Linked DNA regions of Hordeum vulgare: regions 2 and 3 are each linked to region 1. A link is a contact called in public Hi-C data. All regions are on one chromosome and are shown on one strand. The core of a region is the stretch at or near the end of the contact, and the rest is flanking DNA. Distances in the headings are between cores, read along the strand shown.

The links. A called contact is a pair of places that touch in the nucleus more often than the background predicts.
Region 2: a Hi-C map of seedling shows a contact between it and region 1, with 5 times the contacts expected there. The contact joins the enhancer-like site here to the promoter of LOC123448868 in region 1. A contact is called at or near these places in 1 of 6 Hi-C or Micro-C datasets (seedling) and 1 of 1 datasets of contacts at active chromatin or transcription factors (embryo).
Region 3: a Hi-C map of seedling shows a contact between it and region 1, with 3 times the contacts expected there. The contact joins the promoter of LOC123450598 here to the promoter of LOC123448868 in region 1. A contact is called at or near these places in 2 of 6 Hi-C or Micro-C datasets (leaf and seedling) and 1 of 1 datasets of contacts at active chromatin or transcription factors (embryo).

The regions. Positions count from the first base shown.
Region 1 is chr4H:441,580,296-441,583,974 of MorexV3_pseudomolecules_assembly, forward strand. It overlaps LOC123448868 (U2 small nuclear ribonucleoprotein B''-like), which reads left to right and starts at 2,035. Exons shown (of 5, transcript XM_045125896.1): 1 at 2,035-2,183; 2 at 2,686-2,858; 3 at 3,561-3,654. The coding sequence starts at 2,111.
Region 2 is chr4H:441,160,013-441,163,691 of MorexV3_pseudomolecules_assembly, forward strand. No RefSeq gene overlaps it. Among protein-coding and RNA genes, the nearest start is that of LOC123450598, 120 kb to the right of the region's middle. Within about 2 kb of position 2,104, at least 3 of the 3 cell types and tissues checked have open chromatin away from gene starts, as enhancers often do. A contact at or near this core is called in seedling, where this site is marked.
Region 3 is chr4H:441,278,588-441,282,266 of MorexV3_pseudomolecules_assembly, forward strand. It overlaps LOC123450598 (sex determination protein tasselseed-2-like), which reads right to left and starts at 1,731. Exons shown (of 1, transcript XM_045127767.1): 1 at 493-1,731. The coding sequence starts at 1,731. The coding sequence ends at 652.

The DNA of each region.
Region 1 (3,679 bases), core at 785-3,284:
TAATTCTATATCTGCAACACACATAAACTTCCTGGAAAAAAGAAGATAGAAAAGATTACACTAATCGAATTGCAAATGCACTCAAGTAGTAGATTAGTCCTCCTCCCTTTTCACATTGCAGGTCTTCTTATCCGATTCAAAATCTTTTTCTACACATTAGCACAAGCCTTGTGAACTTTGAAAAAAACAAAATCAAGTCAAGGCATATAAAAACATTGAACGAGCTAGCATATCCGTGGATCGGTCCAACTCAGGCATCCAAGCCAGCTACTAGTTGCTAGCTACTCTGTTTTGAAAGCCATTGACGAGTTTCATTTTCGTGGAAAATCTGGTCCAGTGGGTAAAACAGAGCATCCAGCTGACGGGTGCCTTGGGTTTTAAGTTTAGGATTTTGCTCTGGCGTGGTGTGGTGTGGTCTGTGCGAGAGAGGTTGACCGCCAACCGATCCGGCGGTCAAAGGCCAGGATCCTCCTCCATTGCTCCCACTCTAGAAGGTGTTTTGACCCGAACCTGATAGGCCAGTTGACCCCTGCCGGTGGCGCAACTCGCAGGCACCCTGCTCCTTTCCTGCTGATGAAAAGCATGTCAGTCGCGTCAGTCATGTCCAGCTCTGGTTTGGTATGTCGATCCAAATAATTAATTATGCTGCTTGCGAGTATATAGGAGACCACTTGTTTCTGAGATGTTTTGCTCAGCCCAACCCAACCGAGAGGCAGCTTAACGTGGAGGAAATTTTTTTAGCGAGGCTGAACTGATGGAGTATGTATATTTATAATCGCCCCGTTATCCTGGATTATTATGAACACTGAGTCCCACTGGACCAACTTGTGGCGTGTATCTGGAAGGGGCTAGCTGTCCCATTGCTGCAACTGGAAGTAGACCTCTGCCATGCAGCCCTGCTGATGGGCGGCAAAATGGCCCCGACAGCTAAACGCAGCAAGTCCAGGCGGCAACTTGGGCACACCCAGCCGAGCCGTGCGATGGAAAGGGAAAGGCCGGGGAGGTCCGCACGAGCGCCACCACGTGGAAATCCGTGGTCGGATCCTGTAATAGTAGGTTTTAGCACCACGAAACGACCAGCTTCCCACGGCCGATCTGGGTACTTGGCAGCCATCGCCCGATCAGGACGGATCTATTCACCATTAATTTAATGAATGATGATATGCCGTAATCCCGACAGGAAAGCGGCGATCCAGCAGTTCTCGCAGGGATCCACCATGGATTGGAACGGGCAGCTTCCAGGAACACCAACTGTTCCAGTGCTGGGCGGGCGGCCAATGCCAAGCGGCGTTTCCAGCCGCAGAAATCGAGTTTTGCCGAAAGCCACCCGTTCACACCCGAGCAAGCGCAAAGCTGCCTCCGCTTGTTGGCGACGCCCTTCAAACTTCAGCTGCTCTTTTCCGGTTCGGGAAAAGTGGCCGCGATCAGCAAAACTTTTGACAGAGTAAACGTGATCATTTCTTCAGTTCCTGTAACCTTCGAGAGACCCACACAATGGCCCGTGGGCATGAGATTACTTAGAGGCTTGGAGCAGCGAGGTTTACCTGGTCTTGCCAGAACCAGGAACGTTTTCCGTTGGAACTTTTCAAAAGTGAGCAATTAGAATGAGAGTATATACGAGGTAAAAAAGTAGATGATGGACCAAGTTTACCATGAAACGAGTGAAAAGGCACTTTTGTAGCAAATCAGTCTGAAGTATAGTTCCACGCAAAAAAAAAGAGAGAATCTGAAGTACAGTTATTTTATCTCTGTGTGTGGGGGGGGGGTGCAAAATTTTGAGAGACATGACTGAAGAAAAATACAATTTTTTTTGGGTTTAGGAAAAACAAATGAAAAAGCAGAGCAAAAGTAAGCCCAATAGGTCTACAGAAAAAATCATTCAAACACACCCAATCTACGCGGTCCACAGACAAGCAGGCTGGGCCCATATATTATCCACACCAAAACTGCTCCATCCATACAGCCCATCGACCCGGCCTGTGCCGACCTCGAGGCCCGAAGAGATAAGGGAAGCGGGGTGTACCAGGAAATTTAGAAACCCAAAAATCGCACGGCCCGAAACAGCAAGGTCTAGCGCTCGCCTCTCTCCTCCTCGTCTTCGGCGGCGGCGATGCTCTCCGGCGACGTTCCCCCGAACCAGACCGTCTACTTCAAGAACCTCAACGAGAAGGTCAAGAAAGAAGGTATCCTTCACCCGGCCGCTTAGCGCCCCGCCGCACCCGCTGGCAAAGTCCCTCTCCTAAAACCCTAGCCTCCCGATCCAGGCTGTTAGCTCGTCCGCGCCTCGCTTTTCTGTTAGTAGGATCTCTGGTCTTGACTCTCGACAGACGAAACGTACATAGTGTTAAATGCTGGCCGTAGGAGCTGTGATTGAACTGCCCGATTTTGGTTTCGTTCCATGCTTTTGCTGGAACCCGTGTTTGGCGCAGTCCGTCTCATCCTTTTAGGAATGTCTCGCTCTCTGCAAGCTGCGTCAGAAAGCTTTGAAGGGGGACGAGAAATCTACAGTAGGACTTTGCGAAATTATTGCTTCCCTCTACAGAACATATTTGTAATCTCCAAGCGAGCATGGTCGTATCTGTCTCAAATCTAGTTTGCATAAACAATTGTTCTACTGTTGTAGGTTGTAGTATGCTAGTGATTTCGGTCCTTTCATGCTTTAACGTGTGTTGATCTTTCCTACAGAGCTGAAGAGATCACTCTATGCATTGTGCTCTCAGTATGGAAGAATAGTGGATGTTGTGGCCTTAAAAACTCATAAACTCAGGGGGCAAGCCTGGGTGGCATTCAGTGAAATTACAGCGGCCACCAATGCTTTCCGGGGCCTACAAGACTTCGATTTTTACGGCAAAAAAATGGTGAAACATCTCCACTTTAGTTTATAATAATGTCAAGGTGTTTTATTTTACATTTTATTCTCCGTGTTCTCTTCCGTGCATAAGAAGCACGGTGGGTATGTTTGGTCCGAGACAAGCATTTCTGATTATTAAGTGGGCAATTCAGTGTTCCTATATGGTTCTTAGATTTGCATTAGTAGTTTACCACAACAGTGCTCCATTCAAAGTATCCGCTGATAAATTTTTGTACAGTTATACCTTGAGTTTAAGTCTTGTGTTTTCTTTGTAATCTGCAGAGGCTTGACCATGTGTGCTAAGTTCTTTGCCTAACCGACAATCCGGCGTAGTTATGGCGACCATTTAGGTTGCCAGAAACACTATGTCACTCGCCTAAGTTCAGCTATGGCGAAATTATATTAACAGTTTGTGGAATAGTGTAGATAGACGATATATATTTGTTCTTCAAATGGTGCTAGCATACACTTCTTTCTTAGGTTATACATACTGGTACACTCTTTCAACTATCATATATCCGGATGTTCTCTGACTAAATGTTGAAACACATGATCTTTATCTATCTAGTTATTACTCCTATTTGTATCTATTGTTTTAACCTGTAAGTGAAATTGTGCCACATTAACACACAAACAAAATCAGTCTTAACAGTACTGCCTCATCATGTACCATGGTTGACAACTTACCTTTTCCCCTTCCCTTGTGCAGCGGGTACAATATGCAAAAACAAAGTCTGACTGTTTTGCCAAAGCAGATGGTTCTTATGCTCCTAAAGAGAAAAGGAAGAAGCAAGAGGAGAAAGGTATTTCTAATTGTAGATTTCACTT
Region 2 (3,679 bases), core at 854-3,353, 420 kb before region 1:
TGAACATTCATATTTTTTATAAACATTTAAGAATTTTCTTTTTGAACTTGGCGTACTACAAGTACCCCAAGAATGGGAGTAGCAACTATTTCAAAAATGCTACATGTACGGAAACTTTTTACAGGAGTTTTACGGACTGGTCTTTCTCCTCACTAATCTCCTCCCCTGATTCTTGGGGTGGGGCCCGCTTTATCTTGATCACCAATCAATACATTCCACCTTAGCTCAGCCCGTAAAACTCGTGTAAAATTCCTGTACGTGTAGCACTGCTCCAACTATTTTGCCCTTTGGCGTAATGGAATACAATGTGTTGTTTCAAGAAAAGGAAAAACTCAGACATACCGGGATAACTCGCAGATAGGAGACACGTAGCATCCAGCTTCTCGACTAGAGCTAGGCACAATGATTTGTGCTGCTGAGCCTTGACACCTGTCCTAGCCACCGTATGCGCTCCATCAGTTTCAATCATAGGCCCTGTTTGGATACTCTAACTCGGTTAGAGGTTAGAGTTAGATTCTAACCCTGGACTAACCCTAAACTAACTCTAACCAAAGAGGTGTTTGGATGAAAGGGTTAGATTGTCAATAAATGCACCTTTTCCAATCATTTGACTCCTTTATCAATGATTTGGTGTGGTGGAGGTAGAGAGAAAAGTAACTTTTTATGGGCCCAACCCAACTCTAACCCAAATAAGTATCTCTTAGGTGGGTTAGCTTTTTTGGATGGGTTAGATGCATGTAACCAACTCTAACCTTCCTGTTTGGATGTTTAGGGGTTAGATTGGTCCAATCTAACCAACTCTAACTCTAACTCATGGATCCAAATAGGGTCATAGAGTATGTGCACAAAGAGTTTTGTCTATCAAGGGCTACTACTGGTACTTGTAGCCAGTAAAAAGAGGGCAATTGCTGAGCAGTGAGCCAGTAACAGCACGTACGTGCAGGCCCGAGCGAGGGCACCATATCATGAAGCAGGCAACGCCCATTATTGTTGCTCAAGATAAGCAAGTAGGAGTAGCTACGTATGCTATGCTACGTATCAAGGCACTGTTCCAGCGGTGGCAGAAAGATAGAGCACTGTAGGGTGGCACAGTGGGTGACTGACGAGAGGAACTGTGGCCGTGGTGCCTGTGTATCGCCGTGTCGAGTGTCCAACCATTGCCCGTCCATGCTGCCTCGCCTCCCGGCCGTTACGTAGACTACTCACCATCAAATACGTACTACTCCCTCCATTCCTAAATATAAGACCTTATACAAATTTCATTATAGACTTCATACGAAACAAAATGAGTAAATCTATATTTTAAAATATGTCTATATACATCCGTATATAGTTCATAGTGCAATCTCTACAAGGTCTTATATTTAAGAACGAAGGGAGTAGCACAGTACTTAGGCACATTGGTTATCCCCTTCCCCTGTCGCTTCTGTCTCGGACTCTCTCGAACGATCTTATATATTTCGCCAGTTCCAACATGCATCACGAATTCTGCAACTCTTGACTTCTTGAGCGATCCAGCTTGCTCAAAACGGTTAGAAATGACAATAGTAGTAGTAGTACGACTTACGAGGGAAAGCAGCAATAGGCCCATCATCAAATCAAAATCAGCATACACCGTCTGTCTGTCACTCGCTCGTTATATGGTTCGTGGAGCCAATCAGGCTGCGGCTTTTTTTCTTCTTTCGAAACGGAATCAGGCTGCGGCTTTTGATTCCGATACTGCAAGAGGACAAGTAGAATAATCTCCCATCTTTCTGGCCGCCGTGCGAAAACTTTCAGGACAGGCTCCATACTCTGCCTCTCCTGTCCTTGAGACGACAACGATTTGACGAAACGACCTCTGCAATTAACAGCTGTAAAGCCAAGTGCGGCTCCTGTCCTTGAGTACTGTATTTGTATGGTCTTGTTGCAATTGTTTTAGCCACGGTATCCAAAACAGATGCCCGCCCAGAGTGGACACACCCAAACGCAACCTGCTGTCCTGATCAGCCAGCCACATCGGCGTACGTACTACTACTTGGAGCACGGCTTAACAATGGGCCTGAAGATTGTTCATCACGGCAAAGCTCCAACTGAATTGACGTTGGTTGGTTGGTGGCACCAAATCTGAGGACAGGGGCCCAAATTCCCAGCATCATCCAACAGGAATTCAGCGGCTTTGTCATCGTTCGGCCGTGCTCTCGCCGCTCACCACACGACACCGACAGCGAATCAGCTTCTCCAGGGAACTGTCCGCCGGTTCCCCGATGGTTCCGCTCGGGTTTCTTTTCTTTTCTTGCGCGGAATGCAAGCGTAGCGCCAAATTCGAACAAACTTTTCAACCGAAAACCGAACTTGCAACGAAGCCACCAACGACTTTTCTTTTGCGGCAAAAAGGTCCGTCTGACGTCTCACCGCATCCCTCACCAAGGAATTTCCACAGTTCGGCCTAGGTTGTGAATTAGGATAACCCGGCGCATATATGCTTGCTGGAATTTCTGTGCTTGCTAGTGCCGGATATGTTCTTGGATAAGTAGATAGGTTAACCGCTATGCATACATAATTTGACGCCCTTTTGTCAAGCGAGAACGATAAACACGAGGGAGCAAAAGAAGAAGTTTAGAACAAAAATGTACTTATAAACCATATTCACCTGACGTGTAAAATGGAGTGACATTCTTGTTTCAAAAAATAAAATGGAGTGACATCCGGTCGGTGCTCGAACATTTCTGGTGGAAACGGAGCATATTTGCCTCTACGCCGTACGCGGCGGCAAGTGATCCACTGCTCATCAAGAGATTATAAATACTAGTTGAACACCCGTTGCTTATCTGCACGCATGGATCGCGTCATTTCACGCCTTTCCGCGGTTCCTCGCTGACCAGTTGGAGCATATATGCGTTCGACAAAAGGTGAAGCATACGTCGTCTCTTAGTCTATTAAGACTCTTTTTTTTTTATATGTATCCAGACTCTATCAATTGCACATTAGCTCTGCGTGCTTATTAGTCATTAGTTAGTCATCATCTGGAGAGATTTCATCTACAGAATCGATTCGTCCCCTTTCTGTTACACTGGTGTCCGTTAGGGTGTGGTAACCAAATGCTAGTTTGATCGCCGGATCAACTTCTGCCGGTCGAAGAAAACTTTGCCACTGTTGAGTTCCCGCAGATGAAGAAAAAGCACAGTGCTACGTTATGGTAACAAAACTGGAATCTGTTCTCAATAAATAAATAAAAAGGGATATGTGTAAGTTTGTATGATCAGTGTATCTTCTGTTTTTATCTGTTTTTTAACATAATAAAAAGTGGTGAAGAAAATTAACACCTAGTTGTACACATGAAAGTTTACAAGAATGAGAAAAAATCGTTTTTTAACACCACTAGTAGTAATTGTGTGCGTGCATAGCTCGTTACTCTTTCCAACCACGTACATAGGGTGTGTAATAAAAAAAAATATTCCAAATATATTAGTCACCATACGTGTAAGGAGCTCCTCATTCCTCATGATAGTTAATTTTCATTTTACATGCACTACACCTCGACACTCAAAACAGCGTCAAACAATCTGTCGGCATAAGTCACCTAAGGCGACACACTTTGTGTCGGCAAAGACCTTTTCCGACAGGTTCTGTCGGAAAAGGTCTTTACCGACAAATATAATCATACTGACAAAAAAGTATAACAACATTGGTGAGATCT
Region 3 (3,679 bases), core at 481-2,980, 300 kb before region 1:
ACCACATAATTGGTGCCCTACTTGCTGCCTCTGATCGCCAATGGGCAATGGGCATACACTACAAACTAGTAGTAGCTACTACTACTAGTATGTCAAATCTACAGATAGATCGCGCCCTGGAACCAGCTTACCCGTCGCCTAGTTGCTAATTGTAAATGTACGTACAAACTAATCACCCATTCCTTCCAACTCCAGGGGAAGAAAGCTTTCGTGTGTGCGGCCCAAAATTTCCCAGTGGCCCGTTTGATAATCGCAACTGGTTCATAAAAGTACAGTGTGCTAGTACTACTAAAAGCTGCAAGCTAGGCTAGTCCTAACTGATTCACAGTGCTACTACTAGGAGTAGTAATACTGTACTTTCTGTTTCAGATCGTATCAGCTAGGCTGCTAGCCAGAGCCCAAACGATGAAACGATTGGAGCGTTGCAGGACACAGAGACAAAACCAATCAAGCCAGAAAAATGCAGCACGAAAGCAAGAATGCTCAGACGAATAACACACGGAATCAATCAATCAATTAACCCATCGAACGAACCAAAGAACTTGAGTAGAGTAGAGTTGCGGGCTAGACAATCATCTTTAATTTGTTCCTCCTACTGATGGTGATCTAGATGCTAGTAGTAGATGGATGCGAGGTCGGTGATGTGAATTTTCACAGCCCGATCAAGTTTCTTGAGGTGGTGACGCCGCCGTCCACGACGAGGTTGTGGCCGGACACGTATCTGGAGTCGTCGCTGGCCAGGAAGAGCACGGCCTCGGCGATGTCCCTGGGCCTGAGCGTCGACCCCTTGAGCGTGGCGAGGCTCCTCACCACCTCCTCCATCTTCTCCACCTCCTGGTCGCTGGGCACGGCCACGTCGAGGCCGATGTCGGCGTCGGCGTCGTCGGCGGCGGACGCGTCGTGGCCCTGGCGCCAGGCGTTGATGAGCATTGGGGTGGCGACGCCGAAGGGCGAGACGCAGTTGACGCGGATGCCGTGCGCGCCGAGCTCGCAGGCGGCGTTCTTGGTGAGCCCCACGATGGCGTGCTTGGAGGCGGTGTAGGCGTGCGGGCCGAGGCCGCCCAGGACGCCGGCGACGCTGGCGATGGAGACGATGCTCCCGTAGCGGCGGGCCATCATGGCGCGCCCCGCGTGCTTCATGCCGAGCGCGGTGCCCAGCGCGTTGACGCGGAGCACGCGGTCGAACTCGCCGGCGTCGAACGTGAGGATGCTCTTGGCGGCGCTGGTCTGCCGGCCCAGCACCCCGGCGTTGTTGCAGAAGACGTCGAGGCGGCCGTAGCGCGACACCGCACGGTCGACGGCGCGCTCCACGTCCTCCTCCACCGACACGTCGCAGCGCACGGAGCCGACGTGCGGGCCCAGCGAGGCCGCCAGCGCGTCGCCCGCGGCGTCGTCGATGTCCGCGATGAGCACCTTGGCGCCGTGCTTGACGAAGAGCCTGACGATGGCCTCCCCGATCCCCCGCGCGCCGCCGGTGACAATGGCCACCTTGCCGTCGAGCCTCTTGTGCATGGGGGTGGGGGCGCCGCTGGCGTCCCACCCATGGGCGTGGTGCGACGGCGACATGGCGGGCTGGTGGGCCTTCTCCGGCATGACGTCCAAGGCAGGCATGGCGGTGGCCGTGGCGAGCTCTTGCGCGTAGGCGGCGAGGCTGGTGCGCAGCGCACGTACCGTCGTCTTCTTGAGATGAGAGGGAAGTGTGTGAAGCGCGGCGAGCTTGCTGTTGATGGTTTAGGGGGAACGCAGGGCGGGGTCTACTTATAGGCTGGCCGGGCGACTGGTTGTACGGCCAGCTCGCGGGACTACACGTAATTCAACGCGTACGTAGTTGTTGCTTCTACTATCTAGCCTAATGAAAAAGTTGTTGCTACTAGTTTATCATCGTTTGATTCGTGATTAGCCAAGCACATACAGTAGTAGTAGTATGTGGCAAGCGGTTCAGTAAGTAGAGGGTGCTTGTACATGGTTGTCTGTCTGGCACTGATGTCATGGTCTTTGCGGCCAACTAAACAGCCTTGTTTAACTCTGATCGGATCAGCACGGAGGGCGACACTGCCTCTGACCGGACTGCATATCTCCGGTCCACGAGGGAGAAAGAAAAAACCCAGAGATGTTGCCAACGCCAGCGCATTCGTAGAAGCGAGGGCGAGGACGACCAACGGATGGAGCAACTAGCAAAAGCAAGGCCGAGACCGACGGGGAGAGAGCCGCACACGGTTGGGCGGACGGATCGGGTTGACCGCGGCTTCAGGTTTTGGGGCGCCGGAGATGGGCTCCGATGACCGCAAGTTACGTGGGGGTCGATGGTCGTGTCCTGGCTGCTGGCTTCAGCTGATGCCGATGCGTGAGCGTGACTAACTCAACAACTAGGACGGATTTCCTTTCAACCATCGGTGTGGACGCTCACAAGATTGAGGAGCACGAAACCGATGCCCTTTTATATTTGTTTTTTGGTTTTCGTGGGACTTTGCATTGCATGGGAATGAGACTACCCGAGGGTTGCTGGGTCAACCCCCTTGAGAGGAGACATTGTGTTTGCTTGGGCTTTCGGCTCTCGACTTTTCAGGCTGGGTAGTTGCCGACCGGAGCCCGGTTCAACACCCCCCTCCTAATTCTACGTGCGAGAACGGTTCCTACGCAACACCATCCTCCTCCTAAGTCCTAACCTAATTCATCGCTTTACTAACCCCTTTTCTTCTTCTTTTGATTTTGAATGAAAACAACAAAAATATCAGCCTTTTAGTGTCTCTCTCCTCTGGTTGGGCTTCACGGTTCCTTTTTCGTATAAGACTGTGATAAGTCTGATTGATCATTATACCTAAAATATTTGCCCAACTTGTAACGTACACCCCCTCGCTTTACCGCGGTGATCGAATTAATCGCCTCGCTTTTTATTGACTCATGGACAATGGTGACCCTAATTTCTGGCCACAGACCGAACAGCTCCATCACACATTCATGCATGGGAACATTTTGGTCGCCAGATTAATCGCATCCAATCGGTACAGAGGAGACATACATATACAGTGCAGAATAGTCTTTTTTTTTCTTTCCTTGCCAGGATGAATAGTCTCCTTTGAAAGGAGACGAGTTTTAGTCCACCCCACACCAACGGCAACCCCAATGTTTAACCTCTACCAAAGTCAAAAGCGAACAAGGCCACGAACCCTACCTCCGCCATCTCATCAACTCTGGGTATAAAAAACTGGCTTCGTCTCTCGTCGGGGCCCGGTTGCAGACGAGCTAAACGAATTGACCAAATCTTGGCGTCACCGCCTGAGCACTTTTGCAGCTAGCGACCAGAGAATTAACTTCACCCAGTACTACTCCGTAGGCATACCGTATTCGTATTACCCATCTCCTCTTTTTTTTGAGCGTATACCCCCTCTCCCTTACGCACGTACTTACATCAGTCTTATCCCGCACCGTGTACATGCATGTATACCAGTATATGTACTGGTGACGTGATGCTGATGTTAACACGTATGTTGTCGAGGTGAGGAAGCCAGGGTGTACGCATGCTACTTATTGAGTTTCCGTGAGATGGCGTAGGGACGTGGCGCTTTCAGTAGACTTTTCTGAGTTATACTCCCACGTAGTTGTAGTAGTATATCCTCTCGTGGAAGGGATGGAGACTATGAAATGAGGGTTAGTTTGTTACGTGGACGAATCTGCTCTT